Regions from separate parts of the Zea mays genome. Here region 1 is linked to region 2. Evidence: chromatin contacts called from public Hi-C data. All regions are on one chromosome and are shown on one strand. Each heading gives the region's core, a stretch centred on a gene start, on an enhancer-like site or on the middle of the called end of the contact. The rest is flanking DNA. Distances are from core to core; before and after follow the strand shown.

What was found. A called contact is a pair of places that touch in the nucleus more often than the background predicts.
Region 1: a contact with region 2 is called in a Hi-C map of bundle sheath, with 2.3 times the contacts expected there. The contact joins two enhancer-like sites. A contact is called at or near these places in 3 of 25 Hi-C or Micro-C datasets (bundle sheath, ear and tassel).

What each region holds. Positions count from the first base shown.
Region 1 is chr1:222,530,960-222,534,677 of Zm-B73-REFERENCE-NAM-5.0, reverse strand. No RefSeq gene overlaps it. Among protein-coding and RNA genes, the nearest start is that of LOC542569, 52 kb to the right of the region's middle. Within about 2 kb of position 2,332, at least 18 of the 20 cell types and tissues checked have an H3K27ac peak or open chromatin away from gene starts, as enhancers often do. A contact at or near this core is called in bundle sheath, where this site is marked.
Region 2 is chr1:222,236,226-222,240,206 of Zm-B73-REFERENCE-NAM-5.0, reverse strand. No RefSeq gene overlaps it. Among protein-coding and RNA genes, the nearest start is that of LOC109943743, 22 kb to the left of the region's middle. Within about 2 kb of position 2,531, at least 6 of the 20 cell types and tissues checked have an H3K27ac peak or open chromatin away from gene starts, as enhancers often do. A contact at or near this core is called in bundle sheath, where this site is marked.

The sequences.
Region 1 (3,718 bases), core at 1,083-3,582, 290 kb before region 2:
AGAAATACAAATCGAAAAGGTGTGGAGAAAACCTATGAAAAGTGTTTGAGTAGTTGGAAAGGAAAACACTTGATTAGTAGAGGACGTTTTACACGAATAAACTTAGTGCTTAGTCGCATTCTGATGTATACGATGTCCTACTTCGCCTTGTCAAAGGGTGTTGTAAAGAAGTTGGGTTATTTCTCCTCTAGTTTCTTTTGGCTAGGTGATGAACAAAAAAAAAGAAATGTCATTTAGCTAAGTGGAGTGTTTTATGTTAGCATAAAGACCAAGGTGGCCCTGGAATTCATCATGTAACATTAAAAATACTACCCTACTTAGCAATTAATAGTTGTTTAAACTCCTCAACACATATGGGACTTGATAGAAAATCCTTCGAAATAAATATCTAGGATCTAAACCTCTAGTGCAAGTAGAACCAAAGAGAGGGGACTCCCATTTTTTTGTTCTCTCATGAAAGTCAATCACGATTTTCTTCGCTATAGATCATTTGTGGTTGATGATGGATCACAAATGAGGTTCTGGGAGAAAATGCATTGAGAACGTAACTACACATGCCTTTAGAATATAGCTACACCTAAACTTGTAACTACACGCGAAGTGCTTGCAGTTCTTCCACCATATTTCTCTTGGGGTCCTAAGTATCTTTGGAATAATTACTTACCACGTATTACTAACATACAACTGTCCCAGGAGCTCTAGATGTTTTTTTCTTGGGATTGACATCTAAATGCATAATACTCAGTGAAATCATGTTGCCTAGCATTATTAATACATTTTGATGTCCCTAATTTAATAGAACTTTACAGACACTGAAAGCCCCATTAAAAATCAAAGCCTTCTTTTGGTACTTAAGAAAAAGGAGTTGTACTAATCAAGAATATAATCGTCCTAAGGTCAACTGGTGTGGAGTGTGGTAGTAAAAGATGTGTTGATTTTGTCATGAAGATAAGATAATTAGACACCTATATTTTTTTTCGAATGCCACTTCGCTTGTTCTATTTGATTGATTATTCAAGCGGTCAATGGACTAAGTAAACCTTAAAATGTTTCTCACTTGTTTTGTGGATGGTTAGAAGGATTTAGGGTTTAGGGTTTAGTTTGTGGCTAAATGTGCCACACTTTGCTTAAGATTAGTCGTCCGAATTGAATAACTAACTTTAGTCAGAAAAGTTAGCTAAAGTGTAGGAAATTAGATATCAAACCAAACATGGCTTTAGTAAAAAATGAAAACCGGCCGCTACGTTTGGAGCGGCTGCTATTGCTAGTCACTTAGGCATAGACGCGTAGTAGAGATAGATGATATTAGTTTTAAAAACAAAAAAACACATTCTCCATTTGCGATTATGTATTGGCTATATATATTTGATCTATTCTACAGGATCGGGAGCGTTCAAGTGTCTCCAAAGAAATTAAAGTAAAAAAACGATGTGACTTGTTGAGCTATACATGTATATGTCTATGTCGGAGGCTCTTCAATAATCTGCAAGTGCCATGAGACTCGTTATTGGCATGGCACCAGCAGCCGCTGGACCGATACGATGGAGGTGAAAAGTGGAGAGAGCACGCAAAGCACTCGCTCGGCCCTAGCACGTGTCGTGAGCAGCAAAATGCACAGTGCGAGACGGAGCTCTGCTTCGGCAAGGTACGCTACGTACTAGAAGAGTCGGCAGATCAAACATGCTTGACATAAAGTAGAAGTGGATATATAGGTAGCTAGCCTAGATTGACAGATGATGATGATAAAAAAAAAAGAAGGCTGGTTGGTTGTCGAGTAAAGGAACAGTGTTCCAACTAGATAGATAAAAAGCTGGGTGTACTTTTGCTCAACATCCTCAGGTATACCAAGAAGAGAAAAAGCAGGGGCGATGGATTTGAGTGGCAGAGGGGGAGGAGGGGGCCGGCCACGTGACGAGGATCGGAGTCGGACACCTGAGTCGGAGGGTGGTGGTGGTGGCGGCGGCGGGAGATGGAGATGGAGATGGAATGGATGGTGCTGGCCGCTTTTTATCCGGGAGATAAGAGACGATAGGCAGATAAGGTGCGATGGATTAGTTAGCTAGCAGCAGCAGCTGAAAGCAGGGGGGGCACTGGGCAGCAGTTGGAATGGAGCAGAAAGCCCCGTGGGACTGTAACTGTACCCGCGCCGCGGCGCCGGGGGTAGGGTACTCTAGTACTCTACTACAATTGTTTGCATCAACAACATCCCGATTCGGGGGTACCTCTGCCTCTTACCTGGAAAGGGAGCAAGGGAGCGTCAGCATCGCACTGTCCTGCTCCTGCTCCTACACGGCCGCACCACCCGTCTGCCTCACCGCAGGCAGGCCGGGGCCGGTTGACTCAGAAACGCACGACGGCTCGGTACGCGACAAGACACGAACACGTCATGCACTGTAGCCAGTGCCAGAGGCGGGCGCGGCGTAAATATCGCCGCAACGCTCGACGGCTCCGCTAGTTGCACGCCGCTTTGCTTTTTCTCGGCCGACTCCGACTCCGATCCGACGTACGCGTTGTCGGCCGGGCGCCTCTGCTCGCGCAGTCGCACGTGCGCAATCGGTCTCTTCTTCGCTGCTTTTGAGTCCCGCGCGCGTGCCGCCGGCGCCACGGATCCGCACCGCACCGCCCCGTCTCTTCCACTCTTTCTGCATCCAGCACACCTCCCTCGTCCGTCACACGAAAACGGAATCGTCGGTAGCACCTGAGGCTGAGACTGAGACTGCGATTCTTCCTTCAATCAATCACGGTTGGCCGGTCAGTTCCACAACGGAAGCACTGCAGGACAGCATGCAGTGCAGTGCAGTGCAGTGCAGCAGAATGCATGCAATGCAGCATAACTTCACTGACGGGAGGTTCTTATATATATTCCCATATCATCACCCTGGCCAAACACGTCCGCTGCCCTTCCGATATGGTACGAATACGATCCTCTATCTCTCTCTCTCTTTGTCAATCCCACGTGCACATGCAACCCGCACCTCCTTGTCATTCTGTTCCACTCTCTTGTGTTCTTTGTATCGGAGAATTGAGTAGCTAGAATTCGCCGGACACCGACCAGATCCATCCACACATTAACTGACACCCCTGCAGCATAATATTACTACTATAATCTGTGGAGAAACTTTTTGTTATGTTTCTGTTTCCAGTAGTAAGCATTGTTACAAACGAAAAATATCCTCAGTACATAAAATTATCAGTGAGCAAACTGTCTTAGCTGAGTTATTTGAAGTATAGATTGATTAAGCACCAAATCTAAATAACAAAATAAAAGATATATCAATTGCTTCATAAAAATGAAAATATACTTTAGAGCACAAATACAAACGATCGATGTATCACAATGCAGGCAGAGGGAGTAAGGGATACAACCATATTGCTCATCTCAAGAGAAGAGATATGTTTTAATCATGGTATATTTGAAACGCACCTGTTTACTTCTAGGTTTCATAGTCCTGAAGCATCCGAGGTAAATTATCAAAAACTGATAACTGAACTTATTAAGAGCAGGGCATTATTTAAGAATATTAATATAAAGAAATATAACACCCTAGAATAAGAACAACAAAATCCTGTGGGAAATTACTACACTTCACAAAAAACATAATAGCAAACAGATTAAAAACAGAGATTGTATTGATCATAAAACTAACATAGCTGAACCAACCATAACCAAAGCTCCAACATAAAAACATAACAAACGATCTATCTGAAACAATCATAA
Region 2 (3,981 bases), core at 1,282-3,781:
ATTAGCATTTAAGGGTGTATTAGACGGCAAACTCTACTTAGTTAATTTTTCGAAAGAGGACGCCGATCTAGATGCATGCTTAATAGCTAAGACTAGTATGGGCTGGCTGTGGCATCGTCGTCTAGCACATGTTGGGATGAATAACCTTCATAAACTTCTAAAGGGAGAACATGTGTTAAGACTAATCAATGTCTGTTTCGACAAAGATAGACCTTGTGCAGCTTGCCAGGCAGGGAAACAGGTGGGAAGCACTCATCATAGCAAGAATGTGATGACAACATCAAGACCACTGAAGCTTCTTCACATGGACCTCTTCGGACCCGTTGCCTACCTTAGCATCGGGGGAAGTAAGTATGGTCTTGTAATTATTGATGATTTTTCCCGCTTCACTTGGGTGTTCTTTTTGCAGGATAAATCAGAAACCCAAGGGACCCTAAAGCGCTTTCTAAGGAGGGCTCAAAACGAATTTGAGCTCAAGGTGAAAAAGATAATAAGCGACAACGGGTCCGAGTTCAAGAATCTGCAAGTGGAGGAGTAGCTTGAGGAAGAAGGCGTCAAGCATGAGTTCTCCGCTCCCTACACACCACATCAAAATGGTGTGGTAGAGAGGAAGAACAGGACGCTCATCTACATGGCGAGAACGATGCTTGGAGAATTCAAGACGCCCGAGCGGTTTTGGTCGGAAGCTGTGAACACAGTTTGCCACGCCATAAACCGGCTCTACCTACATCACCTTCTCAAGAAGACTTCGTATGAACTCCTTACCAGTAACAAACCCAACGTTTCTTACTTTCGTGTATTTGGGAGCAAATGTTACATTCTGGTGAAGAAAGGTAGACATTCTAAATTTGCTCCCAAGGCAGTAGAAGGGTTTTTACTAGGGTATGACTCAAATACAAAGGTGTATAGAGTCTTCAACAAATCATCGGGTTTGGTTGAAGTCTCTAGCGACGTTGTATTTGATGAGACTAATGGCTCTCCAAGAGAACAAGTTGATCTTGATGACATAGATGAAGATGATGTTCTGATGGTCGCAATGCGCACAATGGCGATAGGTGATGTGCGACCACAGGAACAAAAAGAGCAAGATCAGCCTTCTTCCTCGACGCAGGTGCATCCCCCAACCCAAGATGATGAACAGGTACCTCAAGAAGAGGAGCGTGATCAAGGGGGAGCACAAGAAGAACAAGTTATGGAGGAAGAAGCACCACGGGTCCCTCCAACTCAAGTCCGAGCGATGATCCAAAGAAATCACCCCGTTGATCAGATTCTGGGTGACATAAGCAAGGGAGTAACAACTCGCTCACGCTTAGCTAATTTTTGTGAGCATTACTCGTTTGTCTCTTCTATTGAGCCTTTCAGGGTAGAAGAGGTCTTGTAGGATCCGGACTGGGTGTTGGCCATGCAGGAAGAGCTCAACAACTTCAAGAGGAATGAAGTTTGGAGCCTGGTGCCACGTCCAAAGCAAAATGTTGTGGGAACCAAGTGGGTGTTCCGCAACAAGCAAGACGAGCACAGGGTGGTGACAAGAAACAAGGCTCGACTTGTGGCAAAAGGTTATGCTCAAGTCGCAGGTTTGGATTTCGAGGAGACTTTTGCTCCTGTGGTTAGGCTAGAGTCTATTCGAATTTTATTAGCCTATGCCGCACACCACTCCTTCAGGTTGTTTCAAATGGACGTAAAGAGCGCTTTCCTCAACGGGCCAATCAAGGAGGAGGTATATATGGAACAACCCCCTGACTTTGAGGATGACGGGTACCCCGACCCTGAGCCCCAAGAGCATGGTATGAATGCCTTAGAGATTTCGTAATTGCTAATGCTTTCAAGGTTGGGAAAGCCGATCCCACTCTTTTCACTAAGACTTGTGATGATGATCTTTTTGTGTGCCAAATTTATGTCGATGATATAATATTTGGTTCTACTAATCAAAAGTCTTGTGAGGAGTTTAGCAGAGTGATGACACAAAAGTTCGAGATTTCGATGATGGGCGAGTTGATCTAGATGGTTTGGTGGTGTTCAGGAGTTTCATGATCATCTCATGAAGATTGTGAACTCAAGTGGTAAACAGTTTTGGGTAATTCACTATGTTGTAGTAACAAATAATCAACTCGTAGAGAACATTTCATCTTTATGTGGATCAAGGGAAGCCACACTCTTGCGTGGGTTCTCGAATGAAAATAGTAAATATTATCGCCTCTAGGATACACCAGAAAAATATTATCGTGATGTTAGCCCTCTCATTATTTCGAGCATTTACTTTTGTGTAATTAAATTATTTTTATTTACATATTAGAATTGATAGGCTAGATCATACACGAGCATTTGCTTATCCGCCATTAAAATTGTGTAGGAGAGCTAAACGTTGCGATCCATTGACGACTGTAATCTTAGCTTTCACCTTTAATTTTGATAGCACCTGCAAGTGGGCAGGGCGCAATTATATACAAAAGGCGAATGATGCACATCAGACCAATTTGTTTGGAACAGGCGTGATGTGAGGTCTGACTGAGGTAGCGACGCGAACCTGAATTTGTTTAACGAACGGCAGGCAGGGCAGCGACAGGTGTTGTGCGAGGCATCTGATAATGCAGGGGCGATAGGGAGCGGGAAGAGGCTGGCATCATCATTTGGGAGATTGATTGTGTTACATATGTAATTATACTCGAGCGATTGCCTGTCGCCAGGTCAGTGAAAGCTTCACAAAAGAAAATATATAGCTATAGCATCCATCACCTAGGACTCTATGAGCGTTATATATTAGTATGTAGCATTAAACCGTGCTTTTGATGTATGGCACTTGTTTATGCTGGTATATAGTTCATTGTGGACCAAGCCTTCAATTCAACCTTGTGGTTGGGAAATCCACGGTTTATTTGCATGATGCAGGCATGGCATGGACCAGTTTGAACAAGTCAGAAAAACTAAAATGTGAGAATATTATATGCTAAAAACGATGTGTGCCAAGAAGAACAACACGACTTCATTTTCCCTTTTCCGTTCCCTTCCCTCGGCCTATCTATGTAAAAATGCTTTCCCCTTTTTATTAATAATAAATCACAGTAGGGTATGACCCTCCTGTATTCATTCAAAAAAATATATGATATGATCTGATGATCTCAGTACAGCTAGCTACAGTTCTTTAGAATTTGAGGTTCTTAGGCTGTCCACACTTATTCAGCCTTAATTTTTTACCCTAAAAAGAATATTCTATCCTGGTCAGCGAGATTCTCTACTCTATACTACAATCTTCCGCAGTCATATTTACTCTATATCTTAACTCTATACCTACTAGCATATATTATATCATTTCTTTTAATACTATTTTATCCACATCCACCAACCTTCTGCTGATCCCACACGGAAAGGACGGAGAGAGATTATCGAGTAGCAGTTGCATGGACGCTGGAAATGGAGTTCTTCTTTCCCTCCCTAAACATACAGTAGTAGAAGCAGTTCAACGTTGCAGCATTTCTTTTACTGCATATGCAGCTCTATGTTCGTAGCGCACCCTTTCGAGTCCGCCGGTGCGGACAGTCTTATATCCGTCGATGCTTGATTTCCAGCCACGAGCTATATAGTGAACACTGAACATACCAAGCGAGCTTACTTGAATGATCAAGAACATACCGAGGTGTAGATGCAGAGAACCCTTGTCTCAAATTAAAAGGAAGACAGGTTGCAAAATGAAAAATATAAAAATACAATCACACCATACGGAGAATTATGGAAGCGTAGATATTGTTGAAGAAGTGTATAAGTAATAAATTGCCTACCTTCTCCTAACAACTTGAATTTTTGGGTTGGGCTTGTTAGTGTGTTCGCTCGATCTAACATCTCGTTTGTTGCGACTTTCTCTCTGTCTGCACATGAGTGAGGGTATTAAGATTTAAAGTTAAACTAGTCAGTGTGTTCACTCTACTTAACATCAAGTTTTGAAAAAAAATAAAGAAGAGCGGTTGCAAAAATAGAAATAAAATCTGA